Regions from separate parts of the Rattus norvegicus genome. Here region 1 is linked to region 2. The links are chromatin contacts, called in public Hi-C maps. All regions are on one chromosome and are shown on one strand. Each heading gives the region's core, a stretch centred on a gene start, on an enhancer-like site or on the middle of the called end of the contact. The rest is flanking DNA. Distances are from core to core; before and after follow the strand shown.

Region 1 (3,107 bases), core at 355-2,854, 67 kb before region 2:
TTTTCCAGAAATGAGGACAGTGTCCTTATGACAGAGATTTATTGACTGGACATGGTGGTGCACACCTTTAATCCCAGAACTCAGGAGGCAAAGGCAGGTGAGTATCTGTGAATTTGAGGTCCTCTGCGTGACCCTTTCTCAAAACAAAAAGAAAAAGAAAAGAAATACACACACACACACACACACACACACACACACACACACACACACACACACACACTTTTCAATTTTAACATCTGGTGCTAATAAAATAGATAAAACATATGTAATATGTTTGAGAAAAATCCGGATCAGACTAAATTACATCTCTGTGCATACCAATGACAAACAAAACAGCAAAACAACAATTTTAAGGGCTGGAGAGATGGCTTAGCAGTTAAGAGTGGTGCCACTTGCTAACCCTCCAGAGGACCTGGGTTTAGTTCCTGGAATCCATGCAGTTGCTCACAACCATCTGTAACTCCAGGTCCACAGGATCTTATGCCTTCTTCTGACCTTCATGGGCACAAGGACATGTATGATGTACGTACATACATGTAGGTCAAACACTCATACAGTACAATAAAATAGACAAATGTCGTTAAGAAGGCAAACAGGTAAGGAAGCAGCCCTCCCTAACAGGATGCTATCACCCAAGACAGGATTATTGCATTTGCTTGTCTTGATTTCAATTTTTAAAATATAAATTATTTTTATTTTTATGGGTATGAGACTTGTTTGTGGGCCTGTATGTATACCATGAGTGTGCCTAGCATCTAAGGAAGCCAGAAGAGGGCATGGGATCCTCTGGAACTGGTTAGAGATGATTTTGACTCATCATGTGGGTTCTGGGAACTAAACCTAGGTCCTTTGAAGGAACTGAACCTGGGTCCTCTGAGGGAACTGAACCTGGGTCCTCTGAAGATCAGCCAAAACTCCTAACTGCTCAGCCATTTCTCCAGCTCCTAGATTCCACTTCTTCATTAAGTTCATATTCTATAGATTAAAATCCATGTCTTCTAGCCAATTAGATTATATACTAAATTTTCAGTCAGAAACGTGTACTATATAAGGGTTAGGTTTTGGTGACACAAGAAAGTCGTTCAGAAGCAGGCAACTGAGGAGAGCTGATACAGCACTACCTGCTCATTCCTGGAAGGTTCCACAGGGTAGAGGGCCAACAGTATCACTTTCTGTCCGTTCCCTCTCTGAGAAGGAGTTCTTATTCTGTACTGATCAAATTACTGAAGTGTTCTATTTTAGACTAACCTTAAACAACTTGGTAGATTGAAAAGAAAATAACTTTAAAAGCAGGGTCACGTGCAGCACAGGCACTATGTGGCCTGAGCTGGCCCTGTACCTATGAATTTCCTGTGTTCTGGGATAACATGGGCATCACGACATCTAGCTCCTTGTGTTTTCCTTGTTTTTACAGTTTCCGTGTGTAAATCCAAGGCCTCAAGCTAGGCAAATGCCTTTCTGTGAACCGTGCCCTTAGCCCAACTTGGATCCTAAGTAAGTAGCTGGTTTGCTTTTTGCAAGCCTGCACACTTATCTGTCCCACCAAGTGGCTGGACTATCAACAGGACTCTGTGTATAAGATGGGACAGCCATAAACCTATCTGTCCCTGGGTAAGGGGAAATGTCAGAGCCAGTACACAGTGAATCTCTGTACCCTTCACAAGCACAGTCAAGAACACTCGGCAGTTTGTTTTTCCTCATTTGGCAGTGGGTAGCTGCATGAAGGAGCAGAAGGCTCCCAGCTCAATCCCTTCTTAAACTTTTCCCACAAGCCTCTTTTTGCCTGAGAAGTTTTTACAGGACCCCAGGCATATAAGCATATAATAAAATAAATATATAAATCAAACATTTACAGATACAAATCTTAAAAAATATTTCAAAGCAATTCTTTGGGAATTGAATGGTCTTTTATCCCAGCACCTGGAAGTCTGAGACAAATGATTGTTACCATTTATTAAAGAATAGAGGGGCTGGGGATTTAGCTCAGTGGTAGAGCGCTTATCTAGGAAGCGCAAGGCCCTGGGTTCGGTCCCCAGCTCCGAAAAAAAGAACCAAAAAAAAAAAAAAAAAAAAGAATAGAGCAAATGTGCACAGAAAGGAGCTAGATGTTACATAAAGAGTGAAATTGTGGCAAATATTTGCTGCTACAAGACACAGGGTCTTCAATGTTTTTCAAAGTTGATCAATTCTTTGTTTTTATAATTCTGAACAGAGAGTACTTCAAATAAACACATAGAGAAAAATGGCAGAGGTATGTTTAGAACCCTTTCAGAGATTGTTGGAAATTCCTTTTAAAATTTTAGTTATTTTTAGTTTTTAGGACTCCTGGGAGATGGCTCAGGAGTTGAGAGCACTTGCTGCCATTCAGAGGACTTGAGTTCCAAACACCCATGTCAGGCAGTGACAACTGCCTATAACTACAGCTCTAGGAAGGCTCACATAGAGTTCTGGACTCCTGTGGTACCCACATACAGTGGCACATGTTCTCTCTCTCTCTCTCTCTCTCTCTCTCTCTCTCTCTCTCTCTCACACACACACACACACACACACACACACACATACACGAGAGAGAGAATCTTTAAAACAAAGCTTTTAAAAAATTATTTTAAATTTTATCATTAGTGTGTACATGTGTATGTGACACACATGTATATAGCATGTGCATAGCATGTTTGTGGAGGTCAGAGGGTTTATCCTCTCCTGTCAAATGGTCTCTGAGGATTGAGCTTAGGCCCTAAGGCTTACACAGCAAATGCTTTCATTGAGAACCATCTCACCAGCCTAGAAATTCTGTCCTAAAACCAAACTAAAATTCTTTTAGTGATCCTGTTTTTCCAGTTTTTTGAAGACAGGGTCTCACTAGTTAGCCCTCAACTGGACTTGAACTCATAAAGATCATACTGCCTCTGCCTACCACGTGCTGAAATTAAAGTCATGCGCCACCACGCCAGGTGTTGCTTTGTGAGTATTTTTTAATGACACTTGAGTCAGTAACTCAAACAGCAATTTTTAAAATCAAGCACTTGACCCAATATAATCCAAACGTATACTAGTTTAATGCTAAAGAATATCAGTAGGATATTAGGAATATTAGGTGTCTTTGCTTT
Region 2 (3,493 bases), core at 310-2,809:
TCTAGGGAAAAAATGTGCACGAAACAAGCTAATAACAGCTATACTCACCAAGGGAGAAAAACAAACTAAAACATGCACTCAAATGCAGAGATGCACAAAAAAACCAGTATTTATGACAAAAGTACAGACTCGTAATATTAAATCCAGTAAAATAGTGCCCACAGAAGGCCACTAACTCCAGTAGGAGAAATAATTGGTGGTTTGTTTCCATAAAAAGTATATTAAGTAATTCTCATGTTAAAATGCATATCAGAAGTTGAATCAAATAAAACTAATTTCAGTAATCAAAACTGGAACAGTTTTGGCATCAAACAGCCTAACCTTACCTCTAGGAAATTTGAAATTAAGAAAGTTAAGTGGGTTCCCTGGAATTCTCTGTCAAAATCCATTAGTAGCAATGAATCTTTTACTGAAGACTTATATTCACAGATGGTAACGGGCAGAACACAAATCCAGGTTGAGCTCTTAAATTGAGAACCTTTCCCATGAACACATTTTAAAAACTTACAAAATGAGCTACTGTTCTTATCCTAGACAACGGAGATTCTGGGATTACAGATCTGTATCAAGCAAGAGGATTTAGAGAGGGGCATGGGTTAGGTCTACCATCTGAACCATAAATATTCCACAAATAGTAGTTTGACTACATGGTGATTATAGGAGAATAGAGAGCTACCATAAATATTCAAAGGAAGCAGACTCTTGAAAAACTTCATCACTGAAGTATGGCTAACGGCAATTAGCAGATGAACAGCAGTGAACCTTCAATAGGAAAAGATGACTCTGTTCACTATCTAAATCTAAGTGAAACCCAATTAGAAGTTACCTAGTGGTTGATTTGATCTCGGGCTGATTTAGGGTTGAAGGAAAACAGAGAGAGAGAGAGAGAGGAAGGGAGGGAGGGAGGGAAGAGGGGGGTAGCTTTAGAAAGCAAAGAACAATTCTAGAGAGGAGGGTCTATTTGGTCTTTATTGATTTATTTGGAGTTTGTGACAGCAGGCTTCTAGAAGTCAACGGGAGTCTGGTCTCTATCCTACGGGGGTCCCAGGGGTTGAACTCAGATCTTCAAACTTTGTGGTCAATGCCGTTATCCACTGAGCTATGCCGGGGCCCGTGTTTTAGCTTTAAGGATTCAGTCTGCAATTGTTTTGTAAGGAAAGCAAGTTTCTAGAAAACACAGGGCTCCCTCATCTTTTTGAGACAGGCTCTCACTTTACAGCCGTGGCTGTCCTCGAACTCTCAGTTCACTTGCGCAACCTCCCCAACACTGGGATTACAGGCGCACCACCTTGACCAGCAGTGCCTCAGCTGACCCAGAGCCGCCTGGCTAAGCTCTTCGGCCACCTCAGGTTTCTGGGCCGGCCTTCCAGGAACCTGCAGCCTGCCCCCTGGCGCGCGGGCACCGATTGGCCAGGACAGAACCGGGCGTGACGTCAGGCCCCGCCCCGCCGTCCTTCGACCCGCCCCGCGGGGAGGGCTGGCAGTTTAGGGCAGCTGAAACCGGTTTGAGAGGTGACTGTGAGCTGGGCTCAGTGCTGCCACCGGTCACCTAAGGGAGCGCTGGCGAGGCGCAGACTCTCGGCTTAGTCGGCCGCGGCCCAGGCTCCCGGCGCGGCGCGGAACGGAGTGGCAGGTGAGGGGGGCCGGCGGTGCGGGCGGCGCTCACGCGGAGTGGCGGGCGGGCGAGCGGGCGGGCGGGCGGGCGGCCTGGTGTTCCGGAGTCGCAGTGCGGCTGGAGCCCGGGCTGCCACGCGGCCCCTCGGTCCTACTGAGCAGCGTGACCAGGACAGCCACGGAAATACCGGGTAGAGAATAGGGGAACAAAGAAAACGGAGGAGCTGGAGCCGAAACCCTCCTTGCCTCCCACCTCAGCCACCTCGCGCTGGCACTGGTGACTCGCGCCGTTTTGACAGCTGCTTATTTCCCCAAATTGCCTAAAAATTAGTGCCCATGAAAAGAAACTCCGGATGACAGTACAGTCGGATGGGGAGAACCCAGGGCTGCTGTGTAGCTCCTCGTTGGTGCCCTCGGTGACGTTTTAGGGCTGCGGTCCTCTTGGCATCGCCGGCTTAGAGACAGTAGCTGCCCCGTGCTACTTCATCTGTTGGGTCTTGCCAAAAGCGCGAGGTGGTGGGAGGAAACCGGGAGTTTGCCGGTTTCTAGGAATTCTCTGACTATGCAGGCAGCATGGTTGGGGCTAGTGTCCCCCACTCCCCCAACTCCTGTCCCCTGCGGCCCTGGGGCTCCTGCCCACTTTGCACTTTAAGCCGCTGCCTGTTACAGGTTTTTAACACAATAAGGAAAACTAAAACAAGCTGTCAACCCACCTCCACCCCCCAAATTGCTCAATGTTCTAGAAACAAACAGCACAAAATAAAACTGCTAAACTTCATGCAATGGCTTGTATACTGGGGATTGGGGGGATGGGAGGGTGGAAAATCAGTGTTGTAAACAGAATTTAAATCTGCAAAGAAAGATGCAGGAAATTTGGACCCAGAGAATTGGTAAACACAAAAGAAAACTGTATATTACTATTTGGTGTGTACAAAAAGTTGGTGGGTGAGTCAACTATTTGTATTTAATAAAAACGTACGATAAATACATATGAAAATAATGTCAACATGAAATGAACTGCATTTGGAAAAAAGCCCATTGCATGTCTAAAGCTGATGAAAATGTTAATTTGGTTTAAACAACACTCCTTTAGCCCTTGCTTAATGAAAAACCCATTCTTGTTTTCATGCTCGAGTAAAATATTGCCTAAAAGTATATAGAGATCTGAGAAATGGGGTCATAATGACCCCCCACCAAGATAAGCAGACATCAATGTGGCCACGTAACTATTTATTTATTTATTTATTTATTTTTGATTATAGGATAGTCTGAGGATCAAAGCTGCTAGAATCTAGGAGTGAGGAGAATTGGAAACGACTTTTTTTCCTTTGAAAAGTTTTAAAGGAAAACACAGATGTTCTTTTTAGCCAGAAATACATGCTTTAGCTAAAAATACCCTCCTTCAGTTCAGCTGTAAACTGAGTGTTCCTGTACCCTCGGTTACCTTAAATCTCCAGTATACTTCCTAAGCCGATAAACTAGTTAGGTCTGAAACTAGCTGCTAATGTTCAGCAAAAAAGGTATAAACTTTATTTTGCCAGGAGGAACTGTGAAAAGTTTTGATGTCAGTAAGTTACAGTGGCATTTAAAAACTCATGGGCCAGATAGAGGCAACAGTGCAGACTGCCTTTTTTTTTCTTTCCCCGGGTACTTAAGAGGCTGAGGCAGACTGATCTGTGAATTCAAAGTCAGCCAGGGTGTGAGACCCAGCCTCCAATAAGTAAGCAGATTAAGTTAAAATAACTGTTCAAATTCGGCTGGAAGTGCTGTGTAGTGTATGCCTTTCGACAGTACAAATTGGAGGTTGCATTGGGGGAAAAAATTACCAAAGTGGAAACAACAAACTAATAGTGTGTATGTAGTGAGGTGCTGGGTGAGC

Evidence for each region. Hi-C and Micro-C count contacts between places; a contact is called where the count stands out from the background.
Region 1: a contact with region 2 is called in a Hi-C map of psoas muscle, with 8 times the contacts expected there. The contact joins the enhancer-like site here to the promoter of Gpcpd1 in region 2. A contact is called at or near these places in 2 of 12 Hi-C or Micro-C datasets (Schwann cells and psoas muscle).

The regions. Positions count from the first base shown.
Region 1 is chr3:140,350,633-140,353,739 of GRCr8, reverse strand. All of the region lies in intron 3 of LOC102552951 (a long non-coding RNA gene), which reads right to left. Among named protein-coding and RNA genes, the nearest start is that of Shld1, 40 kb to the left of the region's middle. Within about 2 kb of position 1,604, at least 2 of the 93 cell types and tissues checked have an H3K27ac peak or open chromatin away from gene starts, as enhancers often do.
Region 2 is chr3:140,283,411-140,286,903 of GRCr8, reverse strand. It overlaps Gpcpd1 (glycerophosphocholine phosphodiesterase 1), which reads left to right and starts at 1,559. Exons shown (of 20, transcript NM_198779.2): 1 at 1,559-1,633. All of the region lies in intron 4 of LOC120101670 (a long non-coding RNA gene), which reads right to left.